Linked DNA regions of Mus musculus: regions 2, 3, 4, 5 and 6 are each linked to region 1. The links are chromatin contacts, called in public ChIA-PET, HiChIP or PLAC-seq and promoter capture Hi-C maps. All regions are on one chromosome and are shown on one strand. Each heading gives the region's core, a stretch centred on a gene start, on an enhancer-like site or on the middle of the called end of the contact. The rest is flanking DNA. Distances are from core to core; before and after follow the strand shown.

The links. ChIA-PET counts read pairs in DNA pulled down with a chosen protein or histone mark. HiChIP or PLAC-seq counts read pairs in DNA pulled down with a chosen protein or histone mark. Capture Hi-C pulls out chosen DNA fragments and counts their contacts.
Region 2: a contact with region 1 is called in a FOXA1 HiChIP or PLAC-seq map of pancreatic cancer cells. The contact joins the enhancer-like site here to the promoter of Bptf in region 1. A contact is called at or near these places in 5 of 39 promoter capture datasets (the HPC-7 cell line, hematopoietic stem and progenitor cells, liver and 1 more), 1 of 15 datasets of contacts at CTCF or cohesin (the NIH/3T3 cell line), 2 of 484 Hi-C or Micro-C datasets (embryonic fibroblasts and embryonic stem cells), 15 of 115 datasets of contacts at active chromatin or transcription factors (CD8 T cells, bone marrow-derived macrophages, embryonic forebrain and 10 more) and 3 of 9 other capture datasets (adipose tissue, liver and pancreatic islet).
Region 3: a contact with region 1 is called in an RNA polymerase II ChIA-PET map of memory CD8 T cells, with 36 read pairs. The contact joins the promoter of Milr1 here to the promoter of Bptf in region 1. A contact is called at or near these places in 1 of 39 promoter capture datasets (stem cell-derived epiblast-like cells), 1 of 115 datasets of contacts at active chromatin or transcription factors (memory CD8 T cells) and 1 of 9 other capture datasets (pancreatic islet).
Region 4: a contact with region 1 is called in a promoter capture Hi-C map of pancreatic islet. The contact joins the promoter of Helz here to the promoter of Bptf in region 1. A contact is called at or near these places in 4 of 39 promoter capture datasets (embryonic stem cells, hippocampal neurons and liver), 3 of 484 Hi-C or Micro-C datasets (B cells and embryonic stem cells), 10 of 115 datasets of contacts at active chromatin or transcription factors (effector CD8 T cells, embryonic stem cells, extraembryonic endoderm stem cells and 3 more) and 1 of 9 other capture datasets (pancreatic islet).
Region 5: a FOXA1 HiChIP or PLAC-seq map of pancreatic cancer cells shows a contact between it and region 1. The contact joins the enhancer-like site here to the promoter of Bptf in region 1. A contact is called at or near these places in 5 of 39 promoter capture datasets (embryonic stem cells, hippocampal neurons, liver and 1 more), 3 of 115 datasets of contacts at active chromatin or transcription factors (effector CD8 T cells, memory CD8 T cells and pancreatic cancer cells) and 1 of 9 other capture datasets (adipose tissue).
Region 6: an H3K27ac HiChIP or PLAC-seq map of embryonic stem cells shows a contact between it and region 1, with 5 read pairs. The contact joins the enhancer-like site here to the promoter of Bptf in region 1. A contact is called at or near these places in 1 of 39 promoter capture datasets (hippocampal neurons), 1 of 15 datasets of contacts at CTCF or cohesin (embryonic stem cells), 1 of 484 Hi-C or Micro-C datasets (embryonic stem cells), 7 of 115 datasets of contacts at active chromatin or transcription factors (embryonic midbrain, embryonic stem cells, extraembryonic endoderm stem cells and 1 more) and 1 of 9 other capture datasets (adipose tissue).

What each region holds. Positions count from the first base shown.
Region 1 is chr11:107,130,590-107,133,751 of GRCm38.p6, reverse strand. Bptf (bromodomain PHD finger transcription factor) reads left to right here and starts at 1,605. Exons shown (of 28, transcript NM_176850.3): 1 at 1,605-2,478. The coding sequence starts at 1,830.
Region 2 is chr11:107,456,820-107,459,725 of GRCm38.p6, reverse strand. The region is part of intron 1 of Pitpnc1 (phosphatidylinositol transfer protein, cytoplasmic 1); the gene reads left to right. Among named protein-coding and RNA genes, the nearest start is that of Pitpnc1, 12 kb to the left of the region's middle. Within about 2 kb of position 1,250, at least 61 of the 459 cell types and tissues checked have an H3K27ac peak or open chromatin away from gene starts, as enhancers often do. A contact at or near this core is called in CD8 T cells, bone marrow-derived macrophages, memory CD8 T cells and 1 more, where this site is marked.
Region 3 is chr11:106,749,818-106,752,763 of GRCm38.p6, reverse strand. It overlaps Milr1 (mast cell immunoglobulin like receptor 1), which reads right to left and starts at 1,538. Exons shown (of 7, transcript NM_001033435.3): 1 at 1,375-1,538; 2 at 1,089-1,130. The coding sequence starts at 1,480.
Region 4 is chr11:107,546,643-107,549,677 of GRCm38.p6, reverse strand. Helz (helicase with zinc finger domain) reads right to left here and starts at 1,745. Exons shown (of 33, transcript NM_001368755.1): 1 at 1,697-1,745; 2 at 277-332. Gm39426 (a long non-coding RNA gene) reads left to right here and starts at 1,684. Exons shown (of 3, transcript XR_003949607.1): 1 at 1,684-1,757; 2 at 2,655-2,896; 3 at 3,011-3,035.
Region 5 is chr11:107,415,935-107,418,843 of GRCm38.p6, reverse strand. All of the region lies in intron 1 of Pitpnc1 (phosphatidylinositol transfer protein, cytoplasmic 1), which reads left to right. Among named protein-coding and RNA genes, the nearest start is that of Gm11713, 7.0 kb to the right of the region's middle. Within about 2 kb of position 1,388, at least 236 of the 459 cell types and tissues checked have an H3K27ac peak or open chromatin away from gene starts, as enhancers often do. A contact at or near this core is called in adipose tissue, effector CD8 T cells, embryonic stem cells and 1 more, where this site is marked.
Region 6 is chr11:107,527,758-107,530,975 of GRCm38.p6, reverse strand. The region is part of intron 2 of A830035A12Rik (a long non-coding RNA gene); the gene reads left to right. Among named protein-coding and RNA genes, the nearest start is that of A830035A12Rik, 4.8 kb to the left of the region's middle. Within about 2 kb of position 1,420, at least 69 of the 459 cell types and tissues checked have an H3K27ac peak or open chromatin away from gene starts, as enhancers often do. A contact at or near this core is called in adipose tissue and embryonic stem cells, where this site is marked.

The sequences.
Region 1 (3,162 bases), core at 356-2,855:
GCATAATGGCACATGTGTCACCCCACAGCCCAGAGTTTGATGCCAGGCTAGGTCACTCTATCTAAAAACAAATGTACAAACACGTTTCAGATAAAACCTTTATAGTCTCTTGAAAAATATAGAAGATTTGAAACCTGCATGGAGGGACCTGTCTGTAATCCCAGAGTTTGTGAGGCTGAAGCAGGAGGTTCACAAGTTTGACAGCAGCTTGGAGTTCATAGTGAGAGTCTGGCAAAACCCACCACTGCAGGGTGTGGTGCCATATACCTTTGCTCCCAGCAGAGGCTGGTGGATCTCTACTAGGAGCTGGAGGGCAGCCTGGTCTACATAGTGATTTCCAGGCTATCCAGGGCCTTACAGCGAGACCTTGCCCTAATAAAACAAAATAAAACACCCACTATCACCAAGGAATATCAGAAGATCTGCTTATTTGGGCCTGCATTGCTATAGCTGCAGCCTTTGTTTACCCAAGAACTCTTGTGGCTTACTTTCTTTCCTTTGGTGTCTTATGAGGTCCCTGTGGGTAAGTTTACCACTCTCAGAGATCAACCAAAGTGAATACATAATAACTTAGTTGGCAATTAGTAATTTTCACTTCATTTCTATTCACCGAACTATATTGTAATAAGTCAGTTAGTTAGTGGGCTGAATCCTATTAACGATTTTTCTTCAAATTACTTTTTCTGTTCTCACATCTATTAATAATCACTCATATAGGTTCCTTAAACCTTTCTTTTCTTTCCAGAGTCCACCCCGAGGACCCTGTGTTGAGCCACCTCAATTTAGCAACATTTGGTGCATGTGCCTGCGATTTCACTTTAGTGACTAGCACCCTAGGTCAAACCAAGACTGGTAATTTGTCAGGTAGACATTATTTCCAGGTAACACAAACACATAACTTTGTGAAGCCAATTCTAGACAGGACGCCATCCTTCCTATCCTTAAGTTCTGGCTGAGGTGTGGAAGTTCGTAGCTGGGAAGAGAGAAAGGTGCCTGGAGGCCGCTAGGAACCACGCTCTGGAATTTAACCCCGGGCTCTGAGGGTGGGAACTCAGGAAAGTCAGTGAAACCACGCTGGGGGTGTGGCTCCCAGCGTGCATTCCTGGAACAACTTCAGGACCCTCTAGATCCAAGCCTTTGGGAGCTCTCTATTGGGACTGACTTAGCTCCAGCTCCTGTACCTGCGTGGGTGGCTTTGCGTAGTGACTGCCCCCAGTCTGTAAGTCGTGCCTCTACGCGAGACGCCCCTCTCCCCTTTTTTTGCATTAGTTTCCCAAAAGGACCGGCGACTTGGGAGGAAAATTCCCTGTTTTCCGGCCCCGGTTTGGGAGACACGCATTGAGGTCTCCCTAAGACCTCAGCTGAGGGGGAGGTGGTCTCCCAGGAGGAGACCCCAGCCTGGGGGGACACCCCACGCTACCCATCTCGCTCCTGCGCCGCCGCCGTGCAGCCGCGCAGGGGCGCTCCGGGGCCTCCCCGCCCCCGCCGCGCCGCTCCCGCGCTCCCCCTAGCGGCCGCCGCGCCGCCTCGCTCTGTCCCAGGCTCGTCGGGCGGCGCAGCTCACGTGACCGCGCTCCGGGCCTGCGGCCGCTGTCGGTTCCCCCAGTCACCGAGCGAGAGGGAAGAAACAAGATGGCGGCTGCAGGCGATCCGGAGCGGGGCCCCGGCAATTCGGACTGAGCCTTCTCCCTCCACCCCGCCGCTGCCGGGCCGCGCCCCTCCCGCCCGGACCCCGGCGCCCTCCCCTCCCCCTCGGCCCCGGCGCCCCCCGCGCCCCTCCCCCACCCCTTCCGCTCCCCCCCCACCCCCCCGCAAGCCGCGGCTCCGACATGAGGGGCCGGCGGGGCAGGCCGCCCAAGCAGCCCGCGGCTCCTGCTGCGGAGCGCTGCGCCCCGGCCCCGCCGCCGCCGCCGCCGCCGCCACCACCGCCGCCGCCACCGCCGCCGCCGCCGCCGCCCGCCTCCGGACCCATAGGGGGGCTGCGCTCGCGGCACCGCGGCAGCAGTCGGGGCAGGTGGGCCGCCGCCCAGGCTGAGGTGGCGCCCAAGACCCGGTTGAGCTCGCCCAGGGGGGGCGGCCGCAGGAAACAGCCGCCACCGCCACCGCCGGCCTCCGGCAGCAGCGCCAGCGGCCCGGGCCGGGGGGGCCGAGGAGGCGGGGGCGGCAGGACGGGGGGCGGGGGCGGCCACCTGGCCCGGACCACCCCGGCCCGCCGCGCCGTCAACAAAGTGGTGTACGATGACCACGAGAGTGACGACGACGACGAGGAGGAGGACATGGTCTCGGAGGAGGACGAGGAGGAGGAGGAGGATGGCGACGCCGAGGAGACCCAGGATTCCGAGGACGAGGAGGAAGATGACATGGAAGAAGACGACGATGACTCCGATTATCCGGAGGAGATGGAAGACGACGACGACGACGCTAGTTACTGCACGGAAAGCAGCTTCAGGAGCCATAGTACATACAGCAGCACTCCAGGTAACCACCCAGGCCGCCGGGAGACTCCTTCCCCACCTCCTCCCTCCCCCTGGCTTGCTCCCTCTCCAGTGCAGTGCATCCTGCTTCCTAGCTCCCCCCCCCCTTCCCGGCCTGTCCCCCACGCGGAGGCCACGGCGCGTCTAGTGACAAAAAAAAAAAAAAAAAAAGAAAAAAAAGACAAAAACAAAACTAGATTTGCAAGAGGAAAGAGGCGCATTGTTCAAAATGGAGATTGCATTGTTGCAGTTTGCAGGCCACAGACTCGTTCGCTCTTCTCCCCCCTCCCTCTTTATCCCCTTCAAAATTTGTGCCAAGTGCGGTGGCTCCACCAGGCAGGATTGAAACTTTGGCACACAAGTATCCATTGAGTTCGTCTTTCTCCCCTTGTTTTGGTACGAGTATTTTATTTATTTATTTTGCGATGAAAGAAGCCTCCTGCTTTGCAAACCGTTGCATGTCTAATACGTTTTGTTTTAGATTTAAAAGAAAAATTATCTGTTCCTTAAAAGAGAATTTCGATGGTGGTACCACACCTAGACGTTCTCCCTTTCCTACACCCTAGTTAGCTAGTTTGGTAACTGTTTTGGAGGAAGGATTGTTGTTCGGTGAGCTTGGGAGCTTCCTGGGGTCCTGAGCGCTTGTTTGTGTTCTTCGAGTGAGTACTCATGGTCGCGTGCAACAGTT
Region 2 (2,906 bases), core at 1-2,500, 330 kb before region 1:
GGCGGATTTCTGAGTTCAAGGCCAGCCTGGTCTACAGAGTGAGTTCCAGGACAGCCAAGGATATACAGAGAAATCCTGTCTCAAAAAAAAAAAAGAGAGAGAGAGAGAGATGGTTTCAGGGCATGGCTCAGTGGGTAAAAACACTTTATGCACAAGCATGAGGACCTGAATTTGAAGCTCAAGCTGGACAGGCCTATGGCTCACACTTTAAATCCCAGCAATTAGGAGGCAGAAGCAGGTAGATCTCTATAAGTTCAAGGACAGCCTGGTCTATAGAGTGAGTTCCAGGACAGCCAGGGCTACACAGAGAAACTCTATTTTGAATGAATGAATGAATGAACGAATGAATGATTAAATAAAAGCTGGACACAGAACAAGTGTCTGGAGGCAGCTTGTTTGGCCTATGCCACAGAAAAACAATAGAAGCTCCCTGGTTCTTACAGGATAGAAGGTGGCGTGTGCCCTCTGGTGTCCTAAGATCTGCGGTGGTGGCTGGTGTGCACCAGCATTTACACACACGTGCACAGAATGCAGACACACCCAGAGGGTGGAAAAACGTTAAGAAGGTAGTTATAGAGTTATTTGAGCACCAACTTCAGAGAACGCCACCAGCAGAAAGTTCTGAACTGGAAATTATGAGTTATAGCTCCTGTCCTCCAGGAAATGGTTATAGCTCTCTCAGGTCTAGACAGCTTTCCAGAAAATCATGTCCTCTTCTGACGCAGTGTGGGAAAAAGTGTACATGGCAGGTTTGAACCAAGTGGCTTTGACTTAGGTCAGAGCTAGGGAGGGAAATACATTTTTTGCTGAGACGTGGACCCAGAGCTGGCCACAGGGCTGCAGGACACTGCAGATCTTTGAGGTTCTAGTTCACAGGGACCACCCCTCAGAGGGACTGGAGCACTTGGAACCCTGGGCCTTTCTTTGATACGAATCCTTTGCCAAGACTGTCAGGTGAGGTGAACCCAGCCTTGCTGCTCAGAAGTTGGGCTCACTCAGAAAGCCAGTTTTTGGTGGCAGTAATGTCTGGGCCCTTCATCTTCTCTCTAGGACGGCAGAATCCCCTCGGGCTAGGCTGGGCACATCGCTAAGAACTCATATGGGGAGGGCGGAAGGCCAGAATGTTCTGTCTTGGCTGCGGGCTATATACATGATAATGATAAAGGAAGGAGTCTGGGGTCACTCACCACTTCCTGGCTGGCTGCCTGAGCAGCAGCATCATGCAATGCATTTTGTTGACTTAGAAAGATGAAGTCAGAGCTTACCAAGGCTCCTTAACAGCGAGTGTTAAAGTGACTCACTGTCATTTCTTAGCACCCAATACAAGAGCCTGCCCTTAGAAATGCCTCTTAAGACGAGCGGGAGTGGAGAGGCCTACCTCTAAACGGGTGGCCAGCGTACGTTCTCATTAGATCGTCATCTCATGACTCACTCCAATTCTATTGATTGATGGATTGGGTTTCCCTAGATCGGCCTTGAACCCACTATCCCCTTAGCCTCCTAAGTGTTGGGATGGCAGGCTGAATCATCACAGCCTGGTGTGTGTGTGTGTGTGGGGGGGGTAGAGTAGAGGAGGGCATTGGTGTCCTTTATCACTCTCCCTTATTCCCTTGAGACAGTCTCACACTCAATCTGGAGCTAGCCAGCAAAACCCGCTCATCTCCATCCCTGCAGGTGGTTCTGAGGTGGCAGGCAGATCCGCTGGGTTGGCTCTTTACACAGGTGCTGGAGATTCGAACTTATGTCCTCAGCCCTGTTTTTCTTTTCTTTATTATTTATTCCTTCCCCCCTTTTAAGTTCAGCTGAAGCATGACTGTCTAGAACTCCAGTTGTTCCCAAGCACAGCAAAATCATCAGCTCCTTTGATCCCCCGAGCATTCTATCTGACCATCTTAGGGTGGTGTTGCTATCGCCTGGCTGAATCACCCTGCCTAAGAGTGCCCAAACAAACGTAATTTGATGACACCCTATAATAATGTTATTTAAGCACTTAACCTAAGTAGCTAATCTCCAAAGACTGCTCCCTGGCCCCACATTCACTCTCTCTATTTCTCTGTCTCTCTCTTTCACACACACATAAACACACATACATACACAGAGACACATACACACATTCACTTATACAGGCATGTAATGCTAATAGACACAGAGGCATACTCACTCAAACACACAGACGCATATTTGGAGGCACACGGACATATGTTGCAGGACATTTTACCTATTGCACTGTGGACCCTGAGATTGTGTTATTTACTGAAAAATTGCTTCCCGTTATGGTGTGACTCAGCCTTGCTGAATGACACACCCTTTGTGCACACCTTTAAAATCCCAAACAATGAAGGTGAAGTTAGTTTGTAGAAGGAAGCACCCAGGTTTGAAAGTGATGTCTAATTGAGTGGCAGACAAAGTGATAAGCCAGGGAAGGATTTCACAGAATGGGATCTGTCCAACTCTCGTGAGAAGAGAGAGGAAGAGGAAAAGGAGCTGTACAGGCAGAGAAAAGAGAAGGAAGCAGCTTTTACCAGGATGGTTTTATGGAGACAGGCTGAAGAGAGAACAAACTAGGCACAAGTGGAGGCAGAACAAGCCAGAGAGAGAGAAGGAGCCAGAAGATTAGAACAGATTGCCAAAGTTAGTATGAGGCCAAGCAGAAGGAGACGCCAAGAGAAGCCAGATCGAATCAGCTAGGGTGAAGAGTTTTGAGCCAGAAGAGCTCGGTTGACCAGCCTTCCAGGGTTCAGAAAGAACAAGAAACGGTGAGCTTATTTATTCAACAGTTAGACTCAGAAGCTGAAAATGTACTAGGCCTAGATTAGATTGTACGAAGACTAGAAGCTCCCAGCACTAGTAAGCCTCGGAGATGGTAATTACTTCAGGTGAATAACATAGTTTTTACATACATGTTC
Region 3 (2,946 bases), core at 289-2,788, 380 kb after region 1:
CTGTAAGATATGTAATATATGCTCTGAGAGTTAATATTACATTTAAAATTGGAATAAAAGAACTCATGTTTACTGACTGCTGGCTATCAAGAGAAATCAGGACTGCTTGGAAAATCACAGCCAAGAGAAGCAACATAGCTGGTGAATTTATTGCTATTCAATAAACTCTGACACCACAGACCGACGCAAAGATGTCCATCTAGACTGCTCCACTGTGTGCTCTCCCACACTCAGGACTTAACAGGCTGAAGCAGAAGGATTCTCATGAGTTCAGCATCAGCTTCGGCTACATAGTGAGTGCTAGGCTATGTAGCAAGATCTTATCACCAACAGTCCACAGAAAGAAGCTGCCTGCTTCGGGATGGGGAGGGGAGGGGAGGGAAGACAGGCTGGGTTGCACACAACAGCACTTTCAACTTTATGTGGTTAGCTTACACGGAAGGACCGATGTGCCGCAAAGACTGCAGAGGAACCAGGATTGGGGCCACCCCTTCTCACCGATGAAAGAAACCACCCTCAAAAGTCATTAGTTTGTGTGCCCGGCTTGCCAGCTGGGCAGCAGCAAGCCAGGCTCAGCAGCAAAGCACTCTGACTCCACAGTAGAGCTCTACCTAGGCATAGTACTAGTTGCCTGAATTAATTTAAAAGGGGTTTGAGTGGGCATGGTGGGCTGGGTCCCAGCATTTGAGAGTTTAGGAGTTAGTCTAGTTTAGCCTTGGCCACGTAATAGAGTTTGAGGCCAGCCTGACCTACATGAGGCTCAGCCTCAAAAGTAAATAAATTAATAAAAATTTACAAAAATCACGGGAGGGTTTTCTAGCTAAAAGTGATAACAAAGGAAGTTTGGAGGTTTTCATGGTAAAAAACAATCTCAGATTTTGCCCGGCCAAGTTTCAGGTGGAAAAACAAAATTGCTACAATTAATGCCCTCTCTAAACCTCAGCTCATTGGCCTCCTAGCAGATAATAGAAAGGCTTTGCTCTTGGTTGCCGATCTAAAAACACAGAAATCCCAGTAAGTGAACGCTCATGTTCAGAGTCAGCTATCTGACCATTTTGATGCCCATACTTTCAGGAAATGAAACTTACCGTTATTTTCCACCCTCGTACAATCCACTGCAGCATTCTGAACTGAAAGAGAAAATGGAAGATTAGAGAAAAAAAACCTCATTTCCCATGTGATTATTTTGAGAGATGATTCTTGTTTGTTTTTTCGTCTTTGACTTTTCAAGACAGGGTCTCTCTAGGTAGCCCTGGCTGGCCATGAACTCTGTGTAGATCAGGCTGGCTCCACAGAGATCCACCTGCCTTTGCTCCACCAAGTGCTGGCCCCCCCGTCCCAGAGTCAATTCTTAAAATATCGAATCAGGCTTACGTGTGATAGAAATTGTAAGAGCCCAAAGTAACAGTTTGTCCAGCCAGCATCTTATTCCCTTGAATGAAACGGCAGAGAGGCACATTGGCGAGTCACCATCGCCCATGGTTAATTGAGTTACTACAGAATGGGGCTCGGCTTCTGAGATTCCTCTTCCCAACCACACACAGGAAATGAGAGGATTTAGACAAGTTTACTCAACAGGACCTATGACTCGTTGGTTTAACTGTCCTTCATATTACTGGAACAGCTGCTCAGACCGCAAGGTCTCCTATCTCACTTAGAGCTGCTGCTTGGTGATAACGGATCTTTCTTTTTTTTCCCCCTTCTTTCCCCCTTTTTTCCCCTTCCCTTTCACTCCGGCCCATAGGTTTTTTTATTTGTTTTTCATTACAGATAGTTGTGAGCCACCATGTGGTTGCTGGGATTTGAACTCATGACCTCCAGAAGAGCAGTCAGTGCTCTTAACCACTGAGCCATCTCACTCACCAGCCCCGATAATGGATCTTTTATATTCTCTCTCTCTCTCTCTCTCTCTCTCTCTCTCTCTCTCTCTCTCTCTCTTCCTCCCCCTCACCCTCCCCCTCTCCCCCCCCCATCTCCCTTCCCCCTCCTAAAAGAAAAATGAAAAATGCCTCTGACAAGTAAGCCCTACTCTCCAGAGCACAGAGAACTTCCTGGCGTGCTGTCGGCCGTTGTTCATTTAAGATTACAAGTCCTTTGTTTGCTTCTTTAGACAAGCTTGGTTGCCCCATCTGCACAGGATGTGTTTGATCGAATGTAGGCTGGAGGTACATAAGCAGAGAGTATGCCAGGATGTTTGCTTGCTCCTGATTGGACAAAGGTGGAAAGTATGTAGCCTTTTGGGGTTTGCCTTTCTTTATAAACCTCCGATTAATGTACCTTGGTGACATACTCCCGGAATCCTGAGGATGGATTGTCTTAGCCAGCATAGCAATTTGGCTCAAAAACTGTGATAGTGTTCTTACTTTCACCCAATGGGATCAACACTTTCACACCACACACGCACACACGCACACACACGCGCGCACACACACACACACTTCCTAGCTGCCTATGAGGTGAGAGACAGGTTCCAGATGTATAAGGTACATCTTCTATACATGCAGCCTGAAGGTAATTGGAGGAGGGATTCAGAGAGTCCTTTGGCACACTCTTCTCAGGTCGGCGTATTCAGACCAGAACCTCAGCAACATTGCTCTCAGCTCCTCTCATCACCTCTGGAGGTAAGTCACACCAGGCTGCTCTGTAAGACCTTCCGGCCACCCTCCTGCCTCTCTAGCATCTTGCTTGGTAGATGATGTCTTCTTGGGTTTGGTTTGCAAATATTTTATTGAGTATTTTTACATCAATGTTCATAAGGGAAATTAGTCTGAAGTTCTCTTTTTTTTAATACTTGTTTATTTATTTATTATATGTAAGTACACTGTAGCTTGTCTTCAGACACTCCAGAAGTGGGAGTCAGATCTCGTTACGGATGGTTGTGAGCCACCATGTGGTTGCTGGGATTTGAACTCCGGACCTTCGGAAGAGCAGTCGGGTGCTTTTACC
Region 4 (3,035 bases), core at 496-2,995, 420 kb before region 1:
AAGTTAGCCAAGGAAATGAGAAGAGGCAAACTATAATTACTCCTGGAAAAGACATTGATCAAGTATATAGCCACAGCTAACATTTAGCTCTAGAAAAGCTTCAGTACGTATGAATAAGTGGGAGCCACTAAAAAGGATGGTATGTCTTTCCTAAATCTCGCCTTGCCTGTATCCCAGTCGGCTGACTGATCTATTTGGAAAGTAGCTTTCCCTGACCCTTGAGTTGGATACAAGAAAGAGGGGAAACAGGGTGTAGTTTTTGAACTTCAGTCTCACCTTGCACATCTCACCGGCTCTGTAGTTCATTAGTGATCAATTACTTCATCCAGTTCCTGGAGCAAACAGAAAAAGAAGATGGTATGCAACACCAGTTGGAGCTGTTACCAGTTACAAGCATTTTATAGTCCTTTAGTAAAAGAATATGGATACACTTCAAGTGGAAAAAGTTATTTAAAAAAAAAAAAAAAAAAGATACAGGATGAAGCTTTGGAGGGGAAAAAAATTTGCTTCTTTTACCTAAAATTGAAAATATTTTCTTTCAGCAACAGATTAGAAAATAGTCTTCAACCTTAAACATAATAAACTCATCTATTCTACACTGATTAGTCTTACTTTCAAAAATAAAAGAAGGGAGAAAAAAATCAAGGAGGGGGGGAAAAAAGCTATTCATATGAGTGAAGAGAGCAAAATCAAGAACAAACTAGGCCAGATAACGTCTCCCTCTTCCCCCGGCTGCTCCCGGCATCCACTATCTCTGAAGTTACACTTCTGATTATCCTAATGGCTTGTCTAAAAAGTGTAACTTTGCAAGGGAGAAAGGATGCCAATTTCGGAGCTCAACAAAAAAAAAAAAAAAAAAAAAAAAAAACAAGGTTCCCAACCCAAAAGGAATCTGAAGGCTCTGGCTTCCAGCCCTGTCTGTGAGGACCCTCAGCAAAGGCCAGGGGGCAGAAGACTCAACTCATTTTGGGGAGAGAAATCACAGTTCCTACTTAGGACTATGTGTCCGAGCCCTTGAGGGTAAAGAGAGAGAAGGAAAGAAAGGGGCCTTTGGAGACACCTCCAGGAAGAGACTGTGCATTTGTTTTTGTAGATGTGCTCACGGGCCACGCATGTCCCAGGAGGGGGGCGGGGAGAGGGGGACCACAGTGAATCTTGAGCAGAGCCCTCTGCTGGGGAGGGGCGCCCCCTGACCCACTTTCGTGCTGTCCCCTGCCCTGGGGTCGCCGCCCCACCCTGGGTGGAAATGCTAACCCGGAGGGCTGCACCGCGCGCGGCGTGGGAGGCCGCCCGCTCCCCACCCTAAGCCGCGACCCTGGGGCGCGGGGCGTGCGGGGACCCCAGGGTCGGCCCGTGCCGGAGCAGCCTCGCGCGGGCTCCCGGGTCCCCCCGAACCTCGGGCGTGTGCAAGGACCCTCGGGCCACCGCCTGGGTCCCTGGCACCTCAGCCCCCCAGCGGAGGGAAAAGGAGATTGAGGAGGGGAAGAAACAGTAAACAGCTCCAGCGTCCGGGCCTCGCCTCTGAGAGAGCCCCGCTCCCCAGGCCCTGCCGGCGGCCGGCGGGATCCCCCGCTGTCCCCGGGGCCGCGCTGTCCCGGACCCGGAGCACCCGAGGAGAGTCCGGGCCTCTCCCCGGATGGCTCTGGAGGCTCCTGAAGCGACCCGGGCAGCGGAGAACGGGGAAGTCAGGACTTACCTGTCATTACTTTCTACGCCATCTTGGATCCACTTGTCAACGTCCCCACAAAGCATTATGGGTAAGAAAGAGCCTTTAAAGTGACTCCCCCCCCCCCTCGGCCCCCGACTCCCGCCTCCCGCCGCCGGCGCCGCCCCCTCCGGCTGCACCTCCCTCCGGAAAGTTGGCCCCAGAGGCCCGCCCGGCCCCCTTCAGCGCCTGCGAGACTTCTCAAGGAACACCCCTACTCACACACCCAGTTTTCCAACTGTGCCTTTGGGGTGCTCTCTCTTCCCCCCACCCCCGTCCCTATCTCCCCCATTCCTTACGCGAGCTGCTGTCTGCCCCGCCGCGATCCTGCCCTAGTAGCCAGATACCCTACTCCTGCATTCAATCAACACGGCGTGTCCCGGACGCGGGTGGTGTGTGAGCCGGCTAGCGGATGCATAGATGTATGCAGGGATGCATGAGCGCATGAATGCGCACGCCTGCGAGCGGTTCCCCCAGCTCCAGGTCCTTGCTACCGCTCGCGCTTCCCGCCCCGGGGCATCCGCCAGGCATGTCGCACTCGCGCGCGGGGACAGTGTCGGTATCCTAAGAAGCCACTCTGGGGCCCTAGGATCCCAGGAACTCGGTGAAACGCCGAGTCAATCCGCCCGCAAAGCTGCAATTGGGATCTGGGAAGGTTAAGCTAAATGCAACTTTTACCCCAGTTTACTCGCGCGGTCCCCTCCTCTTGGCCGGTAATGTGATCTGCGACCCTCTAGGTCGGAGGACCCCCTCCCCTAGGAATGTGGCTTTAGAATTCAGCCGGGTTAGAGTCCAAATTGTGGACTGTGACTTCCCCATGCAGGTAACTCAAGAGAACCCGGCTGCAGAGTCCGGGTGGGGCGTGGATGCGCGCCTGGGCCGGGAGGGGGTCCCCCGGGTGGGTTGGGGGGTAGTGCCTACCGCGTTTCAACTGTCCTGTTCCCACAAGGCGGCGACCCCAGGCGGCGGGACAAGGTAGAGGGCGGGCGCCACGCTGGCTCTGGGCAGAGAGAGGAGGGGGATGTCCAGAGTGGCTTGGAGGCGACCAGGACGCAGGAAGTAGGAGGCGACCGTGCGCCGGCAACAGACCTTTGCGAGCATCCCGCGGGCATCTGCTTTCTGGTTGCAAGACAAGCCCAGCGCTTTCCCCGCCCCTCCCGCGTTGCTTCAGGCGAGCAACACCTAGCTCAGGTGACCACCCCTTTTGCTCCATGAAGTACCAGCTCCTTGCAGCCCTAGTCCTGCCAGAAATGTAGGTCTGTTCATTAACTCCCCACCCCCACCCTATACATTCTCTTCCTCCAGTGTCAGCACTGCTGAGTTTGAGGAC
Region 5 (2,909 bases), core at 139-2,638, 290 kb before region 1:
TCTTACATTCAACATTTTAATGAATACATAAAAGGTATCAGGTTCTGTCATGGTTCTTCTCCTGGGTAATTGATGAGCCTCTTAGTGTTGATTTTTTAAAAATCAAGCACTCTATTTAGTTAATAAAGCAACCCGGGACAGGATTGAAAGCAGCTGTGTTTGCCGTGGGCATGGCTGTTACGTGGCCACACATGCAGAAGCAAAGGTTTAGAGACCAAAGGATGACTCCTCTCTGCCTGGCTACCAGGGGCAGCCACGGCTTTGGTTCCTAGGAGTTGCTGGATATATGTCGTAGGTCTCAGAGACCATTCTGTGAGGCCGATAATTAAGGAAGCTAAGGTCTCATAAAAATGAATATGGTCTCCCATTTGAGCAAAGGACATGCGACATCACACCTTCACATTTCATTCACTTCTTCATAGGCGAATTAAAAGCTCCATATGTATTTATGGTGTACTACGTGGTATGTATGTGTGTATATATGTGTGTGTATATACAATGATTAATTTTTACTTTATATTAATTTTTAGGACACGATCTTGCTGTATAGTTTAGGCTCCTATGCAACTCTCAATCTCCTGTCTCTACTTTCAGACTGCTGGGATTCCAGGTGTGTGTCTTGCCCCTAGGATATTAACTGAATGGCTGACTGATTGATTGGTGTGTGTGTGTGTGTGTGTGTGTGTAAAGGTCAGAGGACAATCTGAAGTGTTGATCCTAGAATCTCTTGCTTGTGTATAAATCATCCAGTGTTGAGTAAAGAAGGAGATAATAGCGATGAATGGCCAGTAAAAAAATAAACAAATCGGTATTCATGCTTGTCATCCCAGCATTCAGGGTATCAGGTGTTCGAGGCCAGCCTGGGTGTCATAGCCAGACCTTGTCCCAAACAGTAAAGTAGGGGTAGGGAGATCCTTCAGCTGAAGTGCTTGCTGTTTGGGTAGAGCGATTGTGTGTATGCTTGTGGGTGTGTGCATGCAACATCAGATGCCCATGGAAGCCAGAAGAGGGCATTGGATTCCTTGGAATTGGAGTTAGGAGTGGTTGTCAGCCACTCAAGGAGGATGCTGGGAACCAGACAAGGGACCTGCAAGAGCTGTGTGTACTCTTAACTGCTGAGCCATCTCTCGAGCCCAAGTAGATATTAAGTTTGAACGGGCCACTTCTGAGGCAAGTGGGAAGAAAATGCAAATAATCTATTGACTTTACACAGGTGACCGCGGGGCTGGCTGCCTGTGCCTTTAAGGGGAACCCAAAGGAGGTTTTTATCTCTGGGTAAAAGACTTAACTGTTTGCTGAAAACCTCAACAATCAAGATAAACAGTGTGGAGGCTTCCTAGGTTGTATCAGAGGCTAGCTCTTCCTCCCGCTCTGTGAACACACCTACTTCCGTTCGGCTGCAGTAACTGATTTCCTGTGTAGTCAGAGCCTCTTTCCTGGGCCTGGGTAGGGCCGTAGTTAACCATTGCTGTACTTCCGCTGCTCAGAGCAGCATAGCTTTCTGTCTAGATGCCAGGGCCTGCAGGTTTCCACTTGCTAACGTCTTCTCTCTGGAATGCATTTTCCACACCTGATGATTCACCAGCGCCATCCCTTACTTGCTGTCGTTCACAGCATCCACAGAGGAGTTTGGGTTGGGTCCTGGGAGACCGGAAGTTAGCAGAGGCAGAGTGGGACTCTGGGCAAGGGACACGGGTTGCCAGTGAAGATTAGCGCCTGCAACCCGGAAGGCGGCTCGGCTCCTTGGTTCAGTTGGGTCAGGCAGATGGAAGCAAGCATTGCCAGCCTCTCTTTTAGTCTGCTATATAACTGCTAGACTGGAGAGCTGAGCGCTTGCTTCAATTACTCTTTTTCCTTGTCCTACGAATGCAAAAGAGGATGAGGGAAAAATGACAGAAGTGTGTCACTAAAATAACTTATTAGACTTTGGGATTCTTAGTCATTGCTAATGGTTGGGACTTTGAATATTCATTAGTGCACCCTGCTGTTTGGAGAGTGCACGAGGCTCTCTCCGTGTGTGTGTGTGTGTGTGTGTGTGTGTGTGTCTATGGATTTGAGCTCTGCCTTTCCACTTAATTAGTTAGGAACTCATTGAATGGGGAACAGAGTGATACGAAGGAACAGGAGAATGGGCTCTTTGTCCCTGGATCCTTTTGTGACTTCCTTGGGTAGAAACGAATTCTGCTCACCCTGAGCCAAGTTGGAGCTTCCTTCTGTGCTGTTTCTGCCCTTGCTCATTTCAGCCCTAGATGTGTTTCTGGCTTCTCCTGGGTCAAAATCCTCTCGCTGACCTCTCACCGTCACTTAGGACTCTCCTTCCTCAGGGATTTCTCTGACATGGCAGGGAACATTGGCGTCTGAGTGAGGCAAAGGAAAATATGAACTCTTGTGTAGGTTCTCATCGGATCGACTCCTGCATCGTGAAGCAAATGGACAGGGAGGGCTGTTGTAGTTTGTCAAAAGACCCTCTCTCACAAAGACCACAGAGACCACCATCATTGCAAAATGCATGAGGATTTTATTACTTATCCAACATGTTGGGGAACCCCCTGTCAGCACGCAGGCCGGAGGAGAGACCCAGAACAAAGAGAGAACACACTTTTATACCTTTGTAAGGGCCAGATATAGGCACCAGGGTAGTCTGGCTTATTTTAATTGGTGTAACCAATAACCTTTTTGGACATTGGTTGGTTTGTATAGGGTGACTCTCATTTTGTCTGTCCTTGTGGTTTTTAGCTTGAGGTGGGGGGGCAGGATAATTGTTAATCTTGTTCTGGTGGCTGTAATCTTAGAAGTTTTGACCGTTAAAACTATGTTTCTGTATTTGTTTAGTGAGTCCTTTTTTTTTTTTTTTTTTTTTTTTTAAATCTGGTTCTGTACTTGGCCTGTTAGTACAGTTTGGAAAGTAC
Region 6 (3,218 bases), core at 171-2,670, 400 kb before region 1:
TATAGCCCTGACTGTCCTGGAACTCACTCTGTAGACCAGGCTGGCCTCGAACTCACAAATCCACCTGCCTCTGCCTCCCAAGTGCTAGGATTAAAGGCTTGTGCCACCACCACCCGGCCAGAAGATGTGTTTAAGAAACAAAAGGATTTTCTCTTTGCTACTAACTCTATCTAGTATTTGGCTGTGAGTCTCTGCATCTGTTTTTATTGGTGGCTGGGTGAAACCTCTCAAAGGTCAGTTATGCTAGGCTCCTGTTTGCAGAATATCATTAATAATGTCAGGGCTCTTGAACTCATTGTAAAAGATGATCACTTCCTGAACAGAGCATCCATAGCTCAGGCGCTAAGACCAACAGTTAATAAGTGAGACATCATGAATCTGAAAATCCTCGGGAGGGCAGAGGACAGCATCAGGAGGTCAACACAGTATCCTAAGAATGGGAAAAATATCTCCTCCAACTGTACATTACCTTAGTTAAGTGAAATTCCTAATTTTGCGTCTTCCTAGCACATGCCTTGCACATTCTGGCACTTCAAAGATGAATGCAGGAGGTTCGGGAGTTCGAGACCAGTGTTCGAGACCAGTCTGGGCTCAAAACAATCAAAAACAAACAAACAAAACCTGCAACCATAAAAGCTGGACTTTTATCTCTCTCTCTCTCTCTTTCTTTTTTTTTTTCTTTTCGATCCAGGGTTTCTCTGTGTAGCCCTAGCTGTCTCTGTAGACTAGGCTGGCCTCGAACTGAGAAATCCATCTGCCTCTGCCTCCCAAGTGCTGGGATTAAAGGTGTGCGCCACCCCCCACCCCCAGTTCAATTTAAACTTTTTTTTTTTTTGAGACAGGGTTTCTCTGTGTAGTCCTGGCTGTCTTGGCACTCACTTTGTAGACCAGGCTGGCCTCGAACTCAGAAATCTGCCTGCCTCTGCCTCCTGAGTGCTGGGATTAAAGGCATGCACCACCACGCCTGGCAAACATTTTTAAACTCAGAAGATATGTTTCAGAAACAAAAAGATTTTTCTCTTTGCCCACTGAGACAGAAATCATGAAGCAAGAATTTACAGAATTTTTGCTGTGCCTTAACCTACCCACGGTTCCTGTTTCTTGCTTTCAGGTTCTTCTTTGTGTCTATTACCAAAGCCCTTCTCTCTGTGACTCAGGTGTGTCTGTCTGTCTGTCTGTGTACCTATATGTATTTCTTGTGTACTTGTTTATGGAGCATTGCATGCCTATGTTCAGGGTGCTCACTGTATATCTGTATGTGCTTAGTATGTGGGTGTGTCACAGTGTATGTGTGCACAGCACGTGTGTGGTGCGTATGTGCACACAGCTGCCTCCAACCCACTGCAGGCTTTTGCTCCCACAACCCTGTACTGCTGAGTCTGCATCTCTGCAGCCTGCCCTCTAGCTGTCCCCGACAGGAAGCCAGGCTTCCTGGGGTCTTGAATCAGCAGTGCAGGAAGGAAATGGAGGCCGCAGAACTGTCAGATAGGACGCAGCTGACTCCAAGGCGCCATCCATCCCTCCCAGAACAAGTCTGGAGCAGGTTTCCAGACCTGGACCTGAAACCTTGGCATCAGAAACAGAAGCCTAGCCTATGCTTTGTGCTGTCCCCGCAGATCTGAGCGACACTCCCCAAGGCCAGTCCTCAGCTTTTCAGCTGTAGCTTCCTCCCTGTGAGGCAGAAATAATAAAACAGCCTTTCCCTCAATTGTTGTGGCATTCAAAGTCTTTAAAAACAACAACAAAAACACTGGCCAGGTGTGGTGGCACATACCTTTAATCCCAGCTCTCTCTCTCTCTCTGAAGAAGGCAGAAGCCAACAAAGCTCTGTGAGTTCCAGGCCAGTCTGATAGCAAGTTCAAAGCAAACGGGGTTACATGGTGGGACCTGGTTTCAAAAAATTCAAGAATACAAACGACAACGTGTGCCTGCATATGTGTGTGTGTGTGCAACAAGTGCCCTTATTCAGTGCCATTTCACTATCTCGCCTGTCCTTGTTTATGTTTTTGTTTTTGTTTTTTTTGTTTTTTGTTTTTTGTTTTTTTGTTTTTTGAGACATGGTTTCTCTGTATAGCCCTGGCTGTCCTGGAACTCACTCTGTAGACCAGGCTGGCCTCGAACTCAGAAATCTGCCTGCTTCTGCCTCCCAAGTGCTGGGATTAAAGGTGTGCGTCACCACGCCCGGCTTTATGTTTATTTTTTTAATGTGTATGGGTGTTTAGCTGCATGAATGTGTGAGGGCCAGGTACATGCCTCATTGTCAGAGAAGGCCAGGAAAAAGACATCAGATGTCCTGCTGGGATTGGAGTTATATTTGGTTGTAAGACACCATGTGGGTGCTGGGAACTGAACCCAGGTCCTCTGTAAGAGCAGCCAGTGGCCTATACAACGAACCATCTCTCTACCCCTCACCCCTGTTCTTAAAAGATCTCACTCTAGCCCAGCATTTTTGAGATAGAACTCTCTCTGTAGTCCTGGATGTTCTGGACCATGTAGGTCTATGTAGACCAAGTTGGCAAAGCAGGATATTAAAAAACAAACAAACAAACACAAATAATTAGTTCGTGTGAGAGTGGGTGGGTGGGGTGTGAACCTTTTTGTGTGGATGTGTTCATGTAGGACACACATGGATGAGAGCCTTGGGAGGGGGAGGCAGAGGCGGAGGCTGATGCTCAGGGCCTTCCTCTATTGCCCTCCAGTTACTTTTTGGCAACAAGGTTTCTCCCTAAACCCTGGATTTACTAATTCAGCTAAAGTAGGTGACCAGAAAGCTCTGGGAATCTTCCTAAAATGTGGGATTTCAGAGGACAGCCATGTTCAACTTTATATTTATGGGCACTGGAGATCTGAACCCAGGTCCTCACAAGTATGCCACAAATGCTTTCTTTACCCAAGGAGTCGTCTCCCAGCCAAAAATTTTGAAAAGAAAAGAAAAAGAAGAAGAAAAGAAAGAAAACAAATGCAAACAAAATTACTGACACAAAAGCCTTGTGACCAGTTTTGCACAGCGGGTCGCCAGACCTCCTCTGCACCATAACAATAGGACGTGAGTGAGTCCTAGGTCTCAGATGGCAGACCAGAACCACTGGCTGATTTATCAGTAGTTATTAACATTCCTCCCTGCCCACAATTAGTTTTCTTCTCAGTCCAGCCTTCCCCCACCCCCAATCCCAGGCCCTTGAAGTGTGTTCAGGAGCCTGATTGAGTTATATGAAGGC